Regions from separate parts of the Mus musculus genome. Here regions 2 and 3 are each linked to region 1. Evidence: chromatin contacts called from public HiChIP or PLAC-seq data. All regions are on one chromosome and are shown on one strand. Each heading gives the region's core, a stretch centred on a gene start, on an enhancer-like site or on the middle of the called end of the contact. The rest is flanking DNA. Distances are from core to core; before and after follow the strand shown.

Region 1 (4,534 bases), core at 762-3,261:
CACCACTGCCGGGCTCAAGTAATGTTTTAAACCCTAGATTTGTTACTTATTTTGGCTTCTTTTGGAAACAGTGTTTCACAGAGCTGGTAAAAATGTACTATGTAGTAGTAGCCAAGGTTGGCCTTGAACTCTTTTCCCTGTGACCTCTATCTCCCGAATGCTGGGATTCAAGGCTTTGCTTTCATGTCAGGCTTCTTCAGGGTCACTTTTTCAAGGACCACCACATCTAGGAAGGCTAACTTTCCCTCTCTCCATGTTCTTGGGAAATAACAATGACCTTTTAGAAAGTGTTCACCAAATATGACAATTTTTATTTGGGCTATGTAGGTTAATTGAATTTCAACTGGACTACTAGTAACTCTTATATACGTTCTAAGTTTTTCTTTTTAATTATTCACAGGTGGACCAGGGGTGTGGAGCTGGAGAGGCAATGCTATACTCCCTATCTAAAACTGACACCCCAGATCCATTTTTCTCTCTTTTTTTTTTAAAGTCATATTTATGGCCAGTCATGGTGAAGCAGGTCTTTGATCTCAGCAGGCAGGTGGATCTATGTGAGTTCCAGAACAGCCAGGGCTGTTACACAGAGAAACCCTGTCTCGGAAAAAACCAAACAAGAACAAAAACCACCACCGACAAGGTCATACTTATATTGCTTATATATGTGTGGCACAATCCAAGGGTGGAGGGCTGGGGACAATTCCAAGCATTTAAGTTTTCTTCTTCCACATGCCAGCTCCAGGGTTGAGAGTTAGGTGGTGAGCTTAGGCAGCCTGGGCCTTTACCTTCTGAGCTATCTGCTAGCTACTTAAAAAAAAAAAAATCCATGTAGACCAACAAGTCTGGAACTCAAGAGATCCAGTTGCCTGTCCAGAGCTGGGATTAAAGGCATGTGCCATAACCAGGGGTAACTCTTCATTGAATTGCCCCTTCTTGAGACTGGGTCTCTTGTAGCTTAGCCTGGCCTAGAATTCCCTCATGAAGGTGAAGATGACCTTGACTGTCTAATCCTCCTTCCATTTCCCAAGTGCTCGTACTACAGGCAAGAACACCATGCCTGCCTTTAATTCACTGGAATGACTTTAATAGGTTGAGGGTTTTTTTTTTTCCCTCGGCCCATCACCTTCTTAAGCAATTTCACTTAGAAAAGAAAGAAAAAAAAAAAAACCAATTTAAACTCATTTGAAAAAAGTTAACCATTTGTTTCCAATTTAATTACAACACCTTAAAAAAAAAAACGGACCAGTGTTTGGTGGCCTTCCCGAGTTAAAGTAAAAGTTTTTAAAAGGGGTCAAGGTCTAAAGTTGACATTCTTGGGAAAGTCTGTTTAGTCTTCACCGAGGGAGACCCCATCACCCAGTTCTACTACCAATCAGGTCCATTTCCCTTCGGGTCCCCTGAAGGAGGAACTAAGAAGTCCGAGCGAGCTAGGGGGAAAAAAAAAAAGAGGGTTCAAATGAAGGTCAGAGACCCAACAGTTCGCCGGGGTGAATAAAGTGGGGCAAAGTGAAGCAGCTGGCGGTGGCTTCTGAGGCGGCAAGCTTCCCCACGCTGGCAGGGCAAGTCGGCACGCAGTGGCACCTGGGGGCCTACTGTGTGCCAGGCCCCGATTGCAGGTCCCCGCCCCGAAGGTGCCCGCAGGCCATCCTCTAAGTTGTGATTTGGTGGGGTGGGGGTGGGGTGAAATCAAGGTCCTCCAAGGGGGTCGAGGACACCCGAGCAGCTCACGGCGCCCGTCCCCGAAGCAGATCCCGAAGTTCAGACCCGCCTTGGCGAGGGCGGATCCCTCCTGGCCCCCTCCACGGCCCTAGTTCGACCCCGGGGAGAGCGAACGCGGCCCAGCGCTGCGCCCCGCTCCTCACGTGTCCCTGATCGGCCCCCCGGGCCGTCTCACGTTCGACTTCCGCCTGACCCTTCCGACTTCCGGTAAAGAGTCCCCCCCCCCACCCCCGACACCTCCCCCGCCCCGGGTCTGTTTCGCATCTCCGCGCCCTCCAGGCCCGCGTCAACCCCGTCCGCGTCCGCCAGCCCGGGTCCCATGCGTTCGTCCACCGCCGCCGCTCAGCGGCCCGCGGCGGGGGACCCCGAGCCGCGCCGCCCGGCGGGCTGGGCCGCGCGGCGCTCGCTCCCGCGGACGGCGCGGCGCGGCGGGCGGGGCGGCGCGGTGGCGTATCCCTCCGCCGGCCCTCCCCCGCGCGGCCCCGGCGCCCCTCCCCGCGGGCCGCGCTCGCCACCCTGCGCCTCAGACTGTTTTGGTAGCAACGGCCACGGCGCGTCCCGGCCCGGCTCCCGGCGGCTGCTCGGTGTCTGCGGGCCTCCCCGCCCCTTCGTCGTTGTCCTGCTGCCTCTGGCCCCCGCGGCCACGCCGGCCCGCGCCTGCCCGCCCGGCGTCCGCGCGTCCCCGCCGCGCTCCGGCGTCTCCTCCTCGGCGCGCCCGGCACCCGGCTGTCCCCGCCCGGCGTGCGAGCCGGTGTATGGGCCGCTCACCATGTCGCTGAAGCCGCAGCCGCAGCCGCCCGCGCCCGCCACTGGCCGCAAGCCCGGCGGCGGCCTGCTCTCGTCGCCCGGCGCCGCGCCGGCCTCGGCCGCGGTGACCTCGGCTTCCGTGGTGCCGGCCCCGGCCGCGCCGGTGGCGTCTTCCTCGGCGGCCGCGGGCGGCGGGCGTCCCGGCCTGGGCAGGTGGGTGTCAGCTCCCCCAGCCCCCTCCGCGCCGGGCCGATCCCGCGCCGCTCGTCCCCTCCCCCGCCTCGCGCCCCGTGACCGGCCGGCTTCGCGATGTGCCGGGGGGCCCGCGGAGGGGCGGGAGGCGCCGGCAGATTCCTTCGGGCTTCTCGGGCCGTGTCCAGCCTCCCGCACCATCGCGTCCCCTCCCCCCAGACGGCCAAGATGGACGGCCCTGGCGGCCCCCTGCCCCTCCCGGGTGTGCCAGGGGCGATTGGTATCCCGCCCCACCCCCTTGCTGCGCCCCCCCCCCCGATAGAAGGGCGGCTGAGCCTGGGTGCGGGTCGCAGGGGGTGGGGGGATCCTCTCCTGAAATGAGCCTCTTTGCCGGGTGGGGAGTCGGGAGGGAGGAGGGGAGATTGAGGCCCAGCCGCCCCAGGTAGGGTCAAGCCGGGTGTCCTGCATATCTATCCCCCGCCCCGCAGACCCTGGGAAGGTGGGCGACGGAGGCGAGGTGGGTGCCAGCGGCCTAACGCACCCATCCCCCTTTAGATCTGGGGCGGCGGGGTTCCCGCAGCGGGCCGTTCTTCCCCTCCCCCCCCCCAACTGGGGAAGGGGTGGGAGTGCCCGGCTCCCTCCAGGCCCGCCTCCCTCCTTCCCCGCAAGGTCCCCTGCGCGCGGGTGGTGGCCGATCCGCATTGCTGTTCCTCGTCCGCGGAGCAGAAGGCGCCTTTGAATAGAGGTGGGCGAGGGCCGGACTCTTGAGGTGGGTTGGCCGCGGGCTCTGGACACGCACCGCATTTTCCCTCCCAACCCCCCCCCCCCCCGGCCCAGTTCCTGCAATTTTTAGGGGTGAGGCGCCGCAACAGAGGAGTTGGTGCGGGTCCGAAGGCAACAACTCCCGAGTGTTGGCTTGCGCCCTGGTCCCCCTCTCCCCTTCCCTGGGCCCGATCTCGTTGGTAGGCTGGGGTGCTGTCCTGTGTGACTGGACTCTGGAGGGTGTGTGCGTGCGGGGGTGGGGAGTGGTGGGGGTGCTTGTCAGTTCGTATTTCACGAACTAAGAAAATGCTTAGTGTTAAAACGGAGAGGCAGATGCCAATAGACTCCATTCCATTGTGGCCGGTGTCCTTAACTTGGGAAACGCCGCCGCCAGAGCTTACCAAGGGCATGCAAGTCCTTTTCCCCTGTGCCCCTGTGTTACAGGCACTACTGTGCCTCCCTCTGGCCTAGGCCTGGCTGGCAGGGCCTGGAGCAGCCTCCTCCTTAAATAGACATCCAGGACTTAGGAGGTGGGCAAGGGGATTTTTCTTGTACGGAGTTTTCTTCTTAGCCGCATTGTCCTGCTGTCCGTTTCCAGAGAGTGTTCCTCTACAGCAGAAGTTAACCCCTAGGGTGAATCAGAGCCGAGGTTTTAGGGAATTCTTCTGGGAACAGTATGTTTTTTACTTTATTCCTCCACACTCCCAATTTTCCCTAACATGAGGCATTTCAAACCCTGCTTAGCTTGCCTCGTTCAAGTTAAACCATCATTTTATTTCCCCATCTCTGTGAAGTTAGGGTTTTGTAAGTTGTTTCTTTTCTGTCCTTGACTTTTAGTGAAAAACGAAAAGATACTTAAATGTAACTTTAAGGATGCATCCTGTTTTTCTTTGCTTTTTCATGTTTTCTCTTTAGTTATCAGAAAGTGACGTGTATGTCACTTTCACTCAAATACAAATTAAAGCTAAAGTTCCTAGGCTTCACCAGCTCTCTTTAGGCTTAAACATTAGATGGTAGCTGAGTTGACTCCACAGGGAGGTGAGCAGGGTGTGAGTGCCAGCAATCTTTTTCTGCAGTTGAGGTGCTGCAAAAGTGAAAGGCATTTCGAGTCTTC
Region 2 (4,080 bases), core at 676-3,175, 150 kb before region 1:
TGCTCTGATGTCATCACTGCTCTGAGTGATGTCACTACTCTGGCATGCACTGAGGAGAGGAAGGGAGAGATGGGGGAGAGATGGTGTTCTAGGGACAGTTGGGTAGTGTGATGATTTGTATATGCTCGGCCCAGGGAGTGGCACTATTAGAAGGTGTGGCCCTATTGGAGTAGGTGTGTCACTGTGGGTGTGGGCTTTAAGACCCTCATTCCAGCTGCCTGGAATCCAGTATTCTACTAGCAGCCTTCAGATGAAAACGTAGAACTCTCAGCTCCTCTTGCACCATGCCTGCCTGAATGCTGCCATGTTCCTGCCTTGATGATAATGAACTGAATCTCTGAACCTGTAAGCCAGCCCCAATTGAATGTTGTCCTTATAAGAGTTGCCTTGGGCCAGGCGTGGTGGCTCACGCCTTTAATCCCAGTACTGGGGAGGCAGAGGCAGGCAGATTTCTGAGTTTGAGGCCAGCCTGGTGTACAAAGGACAGCCAGAGCTATACAGAAAAACCCTGTCTTGAAAAACCAAAAAAAAAAAAAAAAAAGGGCTGGTGAGGTGGCTCAGTGGGTAAGAGCACCCGACTGCTCTTCCGAAGGTCCAGAGTTCAAATCCCAGCAACCACATGGTGGCTCACAACCATCCGTAACAAGATCTGACTCCCTCTTCTGGTGTGTCTGAAGACAGCTACAGTGTACTTACATATAATAATAAATAAATCTTTAAAAAAGAAAAAATAAGAGTTGCCTTGGTCATGGTGTCTGCTCACAGCAGTAAAACCCTAAGACAGGTAGGGTTCAGTGTGTTCCCCAAAGACTGCTAGCTTGTTCTTCCGTGGCTTTCTTCTATGCCTGCTTCATCTGTGTGACAGCTGCAGTCTCTTATGTCATTTATTACAAGACCTTACCCTTCCAGGGCACACCCTGTGCTTCACCCTGTTCAATGTCGATGGTATGGATCCAGCCTGGTCAAGCTCAAGTATCCACACTGCCCAGGGGAAGAACAGAGCAGAGCCCCAAGAGCCAGTGGGGAAGACAGTTCCAAAGTGGGGGTGGCTAGGTGGGCCTCTCAAATTCACCGCAGGCTGTGAGGAGGCAAGGGGGGAGCAGGATCAGAATCTCCCCCCCCCCCAGATGTCTTCAGTGTAGATATCCACACTGACAGGTATCCTGTCCTGTTGATTGGACTCCCCAAATCTGGTATGTGAACTGTGGTCTTTTAAGAAAACAAATTAGGGGGCTGGTGAGATAGCTCAGTGGGTAAGAGCACCCGACTGCTCTTCCGAAGGTCCAGAGTTCAAATCCCAGCAACCACATGGTGGCTCACAACCATCCCTAACGAGATCTGACTCCCTCTTCTGGAGTGTCTGAGGACAGCTACAGTGTACTTACATATAATAAATAAATAAATCTTAAAATAAATAAGCCGGGCGTGGTGGCACTCACCTTTAATCCCAGCACTCTCGAGGCAGAGGCAGGCGGATTTCTGATTTCGAGGCCAGCCTGGTCTACAAAGTGAGCTCCAGGACAGTCAGGGCTATACAGAGAAACCCTGTCTCGAAAAACCAAAAAAATAAATAAAAATTAAAAAATAAATATATCTAAAAAAAAAAGAAAAAAGAAAACAAACTAGCTAACAAACAAACACACAATACAGATGTTGGTAGATGAAATGTTGAGTGAGGTTCAGCTTTTCCCTTCGGCTGCTGTGAAGATCCACGGGAAGGTTTTTGTTGGGGATCCCTGTTTTCTTGCAGTTCTCAATTCCTTCCACCTCGTGGGTTCTAGGAATCAAACTCAGGTGGTTCCGTTTGGTGGCAAGCTTCCTTTACTGCAGAGCCATCTTGCAGTAACTGTTTTCAGTTCCTCCCTTTGAGCCATCTTGCAGTCTTGATTCCCTTCAGAGGATATCGCTGTGGTTTGGCCATTGGCCACCAGGAGGCGCTAACATCTGGGTCTCCGCTCCAGCACCCACGTGCCTTTTTGTTGTGCTCAAGACCCCGGCATTTCCTCCTGAGGATCAGAGAAGGCCAAACCCACAAACAACGGCTTTGCACCCAATACTCCTGTGATCGGCCCATATCCAAGTACCCAGAGAGATCAGGCTCCTCCACGGAACCTGAGAACCTTGTTTTCACTCCCAGACAGCTGCTTCCGGCCCAGAGGGTTCCTTCACAGAGAAAGGATTACCGTGTCTTGGGTGTGGAAGCCTGTGCTTCAGGCTGCTCATCACACCTGCCTGCCTTAGTTCCGGATTAACTGCTTGTCTCGCACTGAGTTGGATTCACACGCCCGGGGCCAAGAATTACCACCACACACACACACACATACACACACACACACACACCCCCACCCCATCCCATTCTTCCTACTGCTCTCTGCCTCACTGACTATAAGAGAATGCGTGTGTATCGGGCTGGTGCTAATTTCTCATGTTGCAAATTCTAGTCTTCTTTGGGTATCTATCACTAGTGGGGATGCGTCTCCTGGTCACGGGGTAGATGGTACGACTCGGATCTAAGCTTCATCCCATCTCTATAGCACTAGCTTGATGGAGGTATTCCACATCAACCGGACCAGACACCAGGGCCACAGGCATTCTCCTTGCAGGGCCTTGGGGAGGAAGGCTGGCTGGGCAGCAGTTCTAAGGATCCAGACTCATCAGAAGCCAGAATGGGCAATGAAGCTGGACGGAGGTGGAGCTTGAGAGATGAGGAAGCCCTTTGGAAGTGAAAAGAAGCAGTTCCCAGCCCTCCAGGACTCTCACCGCAGACCCCTCACTCCCCCCACTCCTCCCCTTCCTCTTGTCACCTGAGAGGGATTTGGTTTCTTGAGACTACAGTAATCCTCCTGCAGCAATTCCATGACACACTTGCCAAATGTCATGCAGTCAGTATGTGCAGCGTGGTGCTTGGATTGGCGTCTCCATGGTAAACTTTGCACACTATGACGAAGGTAGGGCCCACTCCTGCAGGTTTCAAGTGCTCACGTCACTGCTTACTGCTTACGGTGGTCACTGTGGTCGCCAAGCTACCTGGTGGCCTGACACCACCCCCTTCCCTTTTTTTATTGAGACAGGATTTTTTAAGTCCAAGCTGGCCTCAAACTCTTGGTAATCCTCCTGCCTTCTCTAAATCGTCTTCTAAATCTTGGGATTACAGGGTGTGTCATTACAGGCAACCACCCAAATTTAATTTTTGTTTTTTCCAGACAGGGTTTCTCGGTGTAGCCCTGGCTGTCCCAGAACTCAATCTGTACAACAGACCGGCCTTCAACTCAAGAGATCCAAGTGCCTCTGCCTCCAGGTACTGGGGTAAAGGTGTGAGGCACCACGCCAGGCATATGATCTTTAAAAATTGTATTTACTTATTTATTTCATTGAGTGCGCATGCACATACAGGGATGTGTATATGGAGGTCGAAGGACAACTTCAGGGCTTCATCAGCCTTCTACCCTCAGCTCTGCCTCTGACTGGCTAGTTCTAAAGCTAAGCTCACCGTCCGTTTCTTGTGCCTGTGATGGCAGCTTGCTCTCCACGCCTTGTTCACTCACTAGGTGAGTAAGATCTGTGACCTTCGCCCCTAAGCTTCCCAGCTCCTGTGGACCTTGGACTTGACCTGCTTATCCCTGCTCAGGGCAGGTACCAGGCAGCTAATCGTCATGCATAGCATAAGAGTATAAACGGAAATTCTGAAAATAAGCACACACTGGTCCAGGCTGCATGCATCGGTGCGGCCCTGTGCCCGATGTGAGCATCATGCCTGCAGCCGTTGTACCCACGTGGCATATTTGCCCACCTATCAGCTACGAGCAACCATCTTGGCTCCTGGGCTTCCAGGATTGAGTATTGCAGCACCCATGCAGAGCTAACTCAACACCCCAAAACACAAGCGTAGCGGCACCAAGAGTTGTGTAACTTCTCACAATGACTATTGCTAATTGCTGGCTTAATTTTTTTTTTATGCCAAACATCATGAGCATTTCTGTATAGGGAATAATCTACAGGTTGGGCACAAGGTGGCCCTTGAAGGTACTTTAGGACAGGGCAGGGTTGGGATAGTCACAGTAACCCCATTTATACACAGGG
Region 3 (4,668 bases), core at 934-3,433, 160 kb after region 1:
ATGCTGGATAGTAGGGCAGTCGCCCGCCGCCCACCTCCGGGGCTCCGGCCTCGGCCTTGAGCTCTCCCACCCTGGGGGCCTCGTCCTCGCCCATAGCTGCTTCGTCCTCAGGGGCGATGGTTGCCTCGTCCCCACGAGGCCAGGCTCGCCCATTGGGCTGTCCGGAGTAGCTGGAGGAGGAGGAGAGGGAGGGCGACACGGAGGCATAGGGACGGCTGAGCAAACCACGGTCTGATGCCCAGTGGTGGTCAAAGTAGCCGGCATCGCCGATCTCCGACTTCACCTTGCGGATGATCCGCTGCACAAATGCAGCGGGGGACAAGACAGCAAGCGGCGCCTGCACAGTGCTGCTGCTGCCGCTGCCACCACCGCCATCTTCCTGCTTCACGCAGGTCAGGGCCCCATTCTGGCTCGCAGTGGCTGGCGAGGGCCGCTCCGGAGGAGAGGGAGGCACTGAGCGGCCCCTGGGACCCGACTCCATCTCCAGCAGGGCCTGCTGCTGGGCTTGCATTTCTCGGCGGGCTTGTTCCAGAATGTTCTTGATGGCATCTTCCGAGGTGCTGGAGGAGGCTGTGCCGTTGGGGATGCTCACGGAGGCTGGGGAGTTCTTGGACTCACCTGTGATGGGGTGGACAGGGGCCCATCATCGTGACATAGTTGTATGTGGCATCTGTGTTTATACCATCTAAACATGGGGGCAACCTCGGTGTTCTACAATGGGAAGACTGGTTAAGTAAGTCATGGTGGGTCTTGTCTGACTGTCTGGTGCAATATTAGGCAGGCATTAAAAAAAAAATCAGGCCAATAGTAAGATCTTAGTATATGTGGAGAAAGTGAACAAGGAGAGGAGGCAGTGTTAAAACAAAGCCAAGGGGCTGGTGAGATGGCTCAGAGGTTAAAAGCACCTACTCTTCCAAAGGTCCTGAGTTCAAATCCCAGCAACCACATGGTGGCTCACAACCATCTGTAATGAAATCTGATGTTCTCTTTTGGTGTGTCTGAAGACAGCTACAGTGTACTTACATTAAATAAATATTGAAAAAAAAAACCCAAAACAAACAAACAAAAAAAACAAAGCCAAAACCCACAAAAAGCACGCCTTTTATACACGCTGTTATACATTTATACAAACCAACCTCGTGAAAGCCTAAGAAGGTCAAGAAAGAGGCAGTAACTCAAAGATGCGCTCATGAATTCTATAGCAAAAGCCCGTGGTGGAAACCCAACCATCCAAAGAAAAAACAGCCGGGCGTGGTGGCGCATGCCTTTAATCCCAGCACTCGGGAGGCAGAGGCAGGCAGATTTCTGAGTTCCAGGCCAGCCTGGTCTACAAAGTGAGCTTCAGGACAGCCAGGGCTATACAGAGAAACCCTGTCTCGAAAAACCAAAAAAAAAAAAAAAAAAAAAAAAAAGAAAAAGAAAAACCAGTGGTTAATGAGGTCGGGCATACCTTTAATCCCAGCAATCAGGAGGCAGAGGCAGGCGGGTCTCTGGGAGTTTGTTAGAGGCCAGCCTGGTCTACAGAGTGAGTCTAGGACAGCCAGGGCTACACAGAGAAAGCTTGTCTCAGGGTTGGGGTGGGGGAAGGGAAGGTGATTCAAAGTCTAAGTCTCCACAAGCTACCAAGCAAGCTAATTAAACCACAAGGTGCAGGGGAAAGTCTCATCAATGGACTGATAGGAAAAAACCAGGCTGACAGCTATCTGAGAGGGAAGAGAAGGGGAGGAGCGGGGAGGGGGGGAGGGGAGGGGGAGTGTCAGGTCAGACGCACACAGAGTCTTGGGTCGGAGTCATAAGTCCCAGGGGCTCAGTTGGTTCTATGAATAAGCAAAGGAAGACAAACAGGAAGTCCACACAAGGAGTAAGCAGAGAGGATGTCACAGACCCAGGCCGTGTCTCAGGACAGCAATGGAGCCGGGTGTGACTAGGGGCTGCCTCTCTCTCCCTTCTAGACAGTGTTCTCTGACTACTGAGCCAGACAGGTCACCATGGCCTTCCTCCATGATCCTGTGTCCCTGGGTAGCCTCCACCCTTGGGCCCACGACACAGCCATTAGAATGACATTTTGTTTTTCAAACTAAAAGCAATAGACCAGCATTGAGTCTCGGAAAGTAACCCAGCGTGGATCCAAGTAGGAACCTAGAAAAACATTTAAAACAGGAAGGGATGACAACCCAGGAAGTGCCAGTCACATGACTTCAAAGTCCAGCAACAGGCTGGGGAGGCTGAAGTGGGAAGCGGCTTGTCTTTGTCTCTGTCTCTCTCTTTTCGAGACAGGGTTTCTCTGTGTAGCTCTGGCTGTCCTGGAACTCACTCTGTAGACCAGAGTGTAGGCCTCGAACTCAGAGATCCGCCTGCCTCTGTCTCCTGAGTGCTGGGATTAAAGGCGTGCACCGCCTCCGCCGCCGCCACCACCACCACCACCACCACCACCACCAGCACTGACTAGCCTGTCATTGTTATGAGCAGCTTGTATAAATGCCTGCCCACCCACCTCCACCCTGGACACTTCCTTTGGTTTTGTCAAGAACACGCCTGGAGCTGGCATTCGGCCATGCCTGGTGCCCTGGGCTGGGCCTTCCCAGCTGTTTGGAACATATTGGGGTAGGAGGTAGAAGTGGGAGTGGCCACCCTTATAGCTTAGTACTGAGTGTGAACACTCCCTTCAGCCCCGCTGCTGACTTTAATGCTTCCGAGTCTGTTTCTGACCCTGGGGGAAGCACTGAGAACGTCAGACACCCAGGGTCTGTGTAACTGAACTCAAGGCTGTGCTGCTACGCCTCAGCCACATCTGCAGCTCACGCTTCACATCTGCAGCTCCGGACTAGCATTCAGTGGGAGCCTGGTGGTGATGATGGTGGTGGTGGTGGGGCACACCTTTAATCCCAGCAATTGGGAGGCTAAGGTGTCCCAGTAAGAGTAAGTAAGAACTCTTTTGAGTTCAAGGCCTGTCTGGTCTCCAGAAAAAGTTCCAGGACAGCCAAAGCTACACACAGAAACCCTGTATTTAAAAAAAAAAATCATGAATGGCTCAGAGGATTAGCTGGTAGGGCAGGGTAAACTCCCTCTCCTGTGGCCTCTCCTAGGGACAGAGGCGGGTCTCCACTGAAGGCCACAGTCACGGATAGATTTTCCTCATAGGACTTTGCAACTGGAATACATGCACGGATCCACCAGCAGGGGGCAGCAGACACCGCACAGTGGGGTGGGAGAACTGAGCCCAGCATCCCAGGATCCCAGGCAACCAACACTGCAGGGTGTTAAGTGTATAACTTGGCCTAGCCATAGAAGCCCCCAAGCCATTGGCAGGGACAAGGCCAGAGCCATTGATGGCAGGCAGGATCACAACAAAGAAGGTGGTTTTGACTCTAAGACTCTGCCTACAGTCTTCTGTGTACCTGCCCCTGGCTGGTGATCCCCTTAGCCTTCAGAAAGGAGAGCTAATATCATTCCCGTCTTAAAGATGAGAGGAGGGAAGCACAGAGAGGTCAAGTCATCAATACAAGGCCACACAGCTAATCAACAGCTGAACCAGGATTTATGGCCAGTCCTGCTATCTTGTATTTGGTACTGTAGGCCACAGTGGGAAGCATACCAGGATAGGGGGGGGGGGCTTCCTGGAGGAGGTGACACTTAAGAGAGTGGCGCTTGGCTAGATGTCCTGGGAAAGGGGATAGTCTCAGGGTCCGGATGTCTTGCTGAACAGCTGAGATTTTGTTATGGGGCAGGTAGTGAGACACGGGAGAGACCTGAGCTGTGGCATACCTGCGTGTGTTCCAGGAAGGCCCTTCTGGGGCCCTGGAGGTTACAACTGACCTGGGAACACCCTGGGATGATAGAGGAGATGCAGGCAAGGATCAGAGGTCATGGGCAGAGGCCACACTTACCCCCCTTCTGAGACTCTATCTCCTTCTTGGCCTGCTCCAGGATGCTCTTGATGGCGTCGTCCGAGCCTGTCTCAGGTGTGCGGATTCTCGGGGTGATGCTGCCTGGGAGGGGCACGAAGGTGGCGGCTGTGGGGCCTGCAGGGGGCGGGGTCAGGCCCTGGAGGTGGGCAGGAGGGTATGGACCAGATTGTCCTGGGGTGGGTGGGGAGGGTGACAAATGGTAGGTGGTGTAGTGACTCCGGCTTTGGGGCTGGAACTAGGACCCTGTGCGTGCTAGGTCAGTGGTTAGGGCTGGTTAATGGGCCAGGATGATTATGGCAACAGCGGACACTTCTTAAGCAGTTCGGAGCTCTGGGTCCTTTTAGCCCCTCCCCCACGGGCCAATGTCGAGAATGGGGTGGGAGGTGGAAACTGAGGAATCAGCCCAGAGCTGGGGCTTAACTGCCCAGAAAGGGCTGCAGAGGGAGGGAGGGGTGGCCCAGTGCAGGAGGGAGCAAGGTCACGAGTCTGTCCCTCGAAATAGGGAAACCAAGGCACAGGGTGGTGGCTCACCCACCCCGGGGTCACCCACAGCTCTGGATGGCGGTGGGGCTCCTCCGTGGCTTACCTCGCTGCCTCACCTGGATGGTGCGCAGGGCCAGCACATTCTGCTCATCCGACAGGAACTGCTTCATCTTGATGAAGGGCTCCTTGCCTTTCACCGTGAGCTTACGCCACGGCTTGGGCCGGGCCAGGATCTCACTCACCGAGCCCTGCGACAGTCCCAGCACATAGTGGCCAA

Evidence for each region. HiChIP or PLAC-seq counts read pairs in DNA pulled down with a chosen protein or histone mark.
Region 2: a contact with region 1 is called in an H3K4me3 HiChIP or PLAC-seq map of bone marrow-derived macrophages, with 2.5 times the contacts expected there. The contact joins the enhancer-like site here to the promoter of Atxn2 in region 1. A contact is called at or near these places in 3 of 39 promoter capture datasets (the HPC-7 cell line, cranial neural crest and embryonic stem cells), 4 of 115 datasets of contacts at active chromatin or transcription factors (the SCID.adh cell line, bone marrow-derived macrophages and embryonic stem cells) and 3 of 9 other capture datasets (adipose tissue, liver and pancreatic islet).
Region 3: a contact with region 1 is called in an H3K4me3 HiChIP or PLAC-seq map of bone marrow-derived macrophages, with 2.3 times the contacts expected there. The contact joins the enhancer-like site here to the promoter of Atxn2 in region 1. A contact is called at or near these places in 2 of 39 promoter capture datasets (pre-B cells and stem cell-derived epiblast-like cells), 1 of 15 datasets of contacts at CTCF or cohesin (pro-B cells), 1 of 484 Hi-C or Micro-C datasets (B cells), 7 of 115 datasets of contacts at active chromatin or transcription factors (the 230-238 cell line, the HPC-7 cell line, the SCID.adh cell line and 2 more) and 3 of 9 other capture datasets (adipose tissue, liver and pancreatic islet).

The regions. Positions count from the first base shown.
Region 1 is chr5:121,709,598-121,714,131 of GRCm38.p6, forward strand. Atxn2 (ataxin 2) reads left to right here and starts at 2,012. Exons shown (of 25, transcript NM_009125.2): 1 at 2,012-2,679. The coding sequence starts at 2,039.
Region 2 is chr5:121,562,691-121,566,770 of GRCm38.p6, forward strand. It overlaps Aldh2 (aldehyde dehydrogenase 2, mitochondrial), which reads right to left. Exons shown (of 13, transcript NM_009656.4): 13 at 3,337-4,080. Among named protein-coding and RNA genes, the nearest start is that of Mapkapk5, 19 kb to the left of the region's middle. Within about 2 kb of position 1,926, at least 99 of the 459 cell types and tissues checked have an H3K27ac peak or open chromatin away from gene starts, as enhancers often do. A contact at or near this core is called in the HPC-7 cell line, the SCID.adh cell line, adipose tissue and 2 more, where this site is marked.
Region 3 is chr5:121,869,163-121,873,830 of GRCm38.p6, forward strand. Cux2 (cut-like homeobox 2) reads right to left here. Exons shown (of 23, transcript NM_001312908.1): 16 at 4,495-4,668; 17 at 3,888-3,989; 18 at 1-618. The region is part of intron 1 of Gm52785 (a long non-coding RNA gene); the gene reads left to right. Among named protein-coding and RNA genes, the nearest start is that of Gm52785, 4.1 kb to the left of the region's middle. Within about 2 kb of position 2,184, at least 24 of the 459 cell types and tissues checked have an H3K27ac peak or open chromatin away from gene starts, as enhancers often do. A contact at or near this core is called in the 230-238 cell line, the HPC-7 cell line, bone marrow-derived macrophages and 1 more, where this site is marked.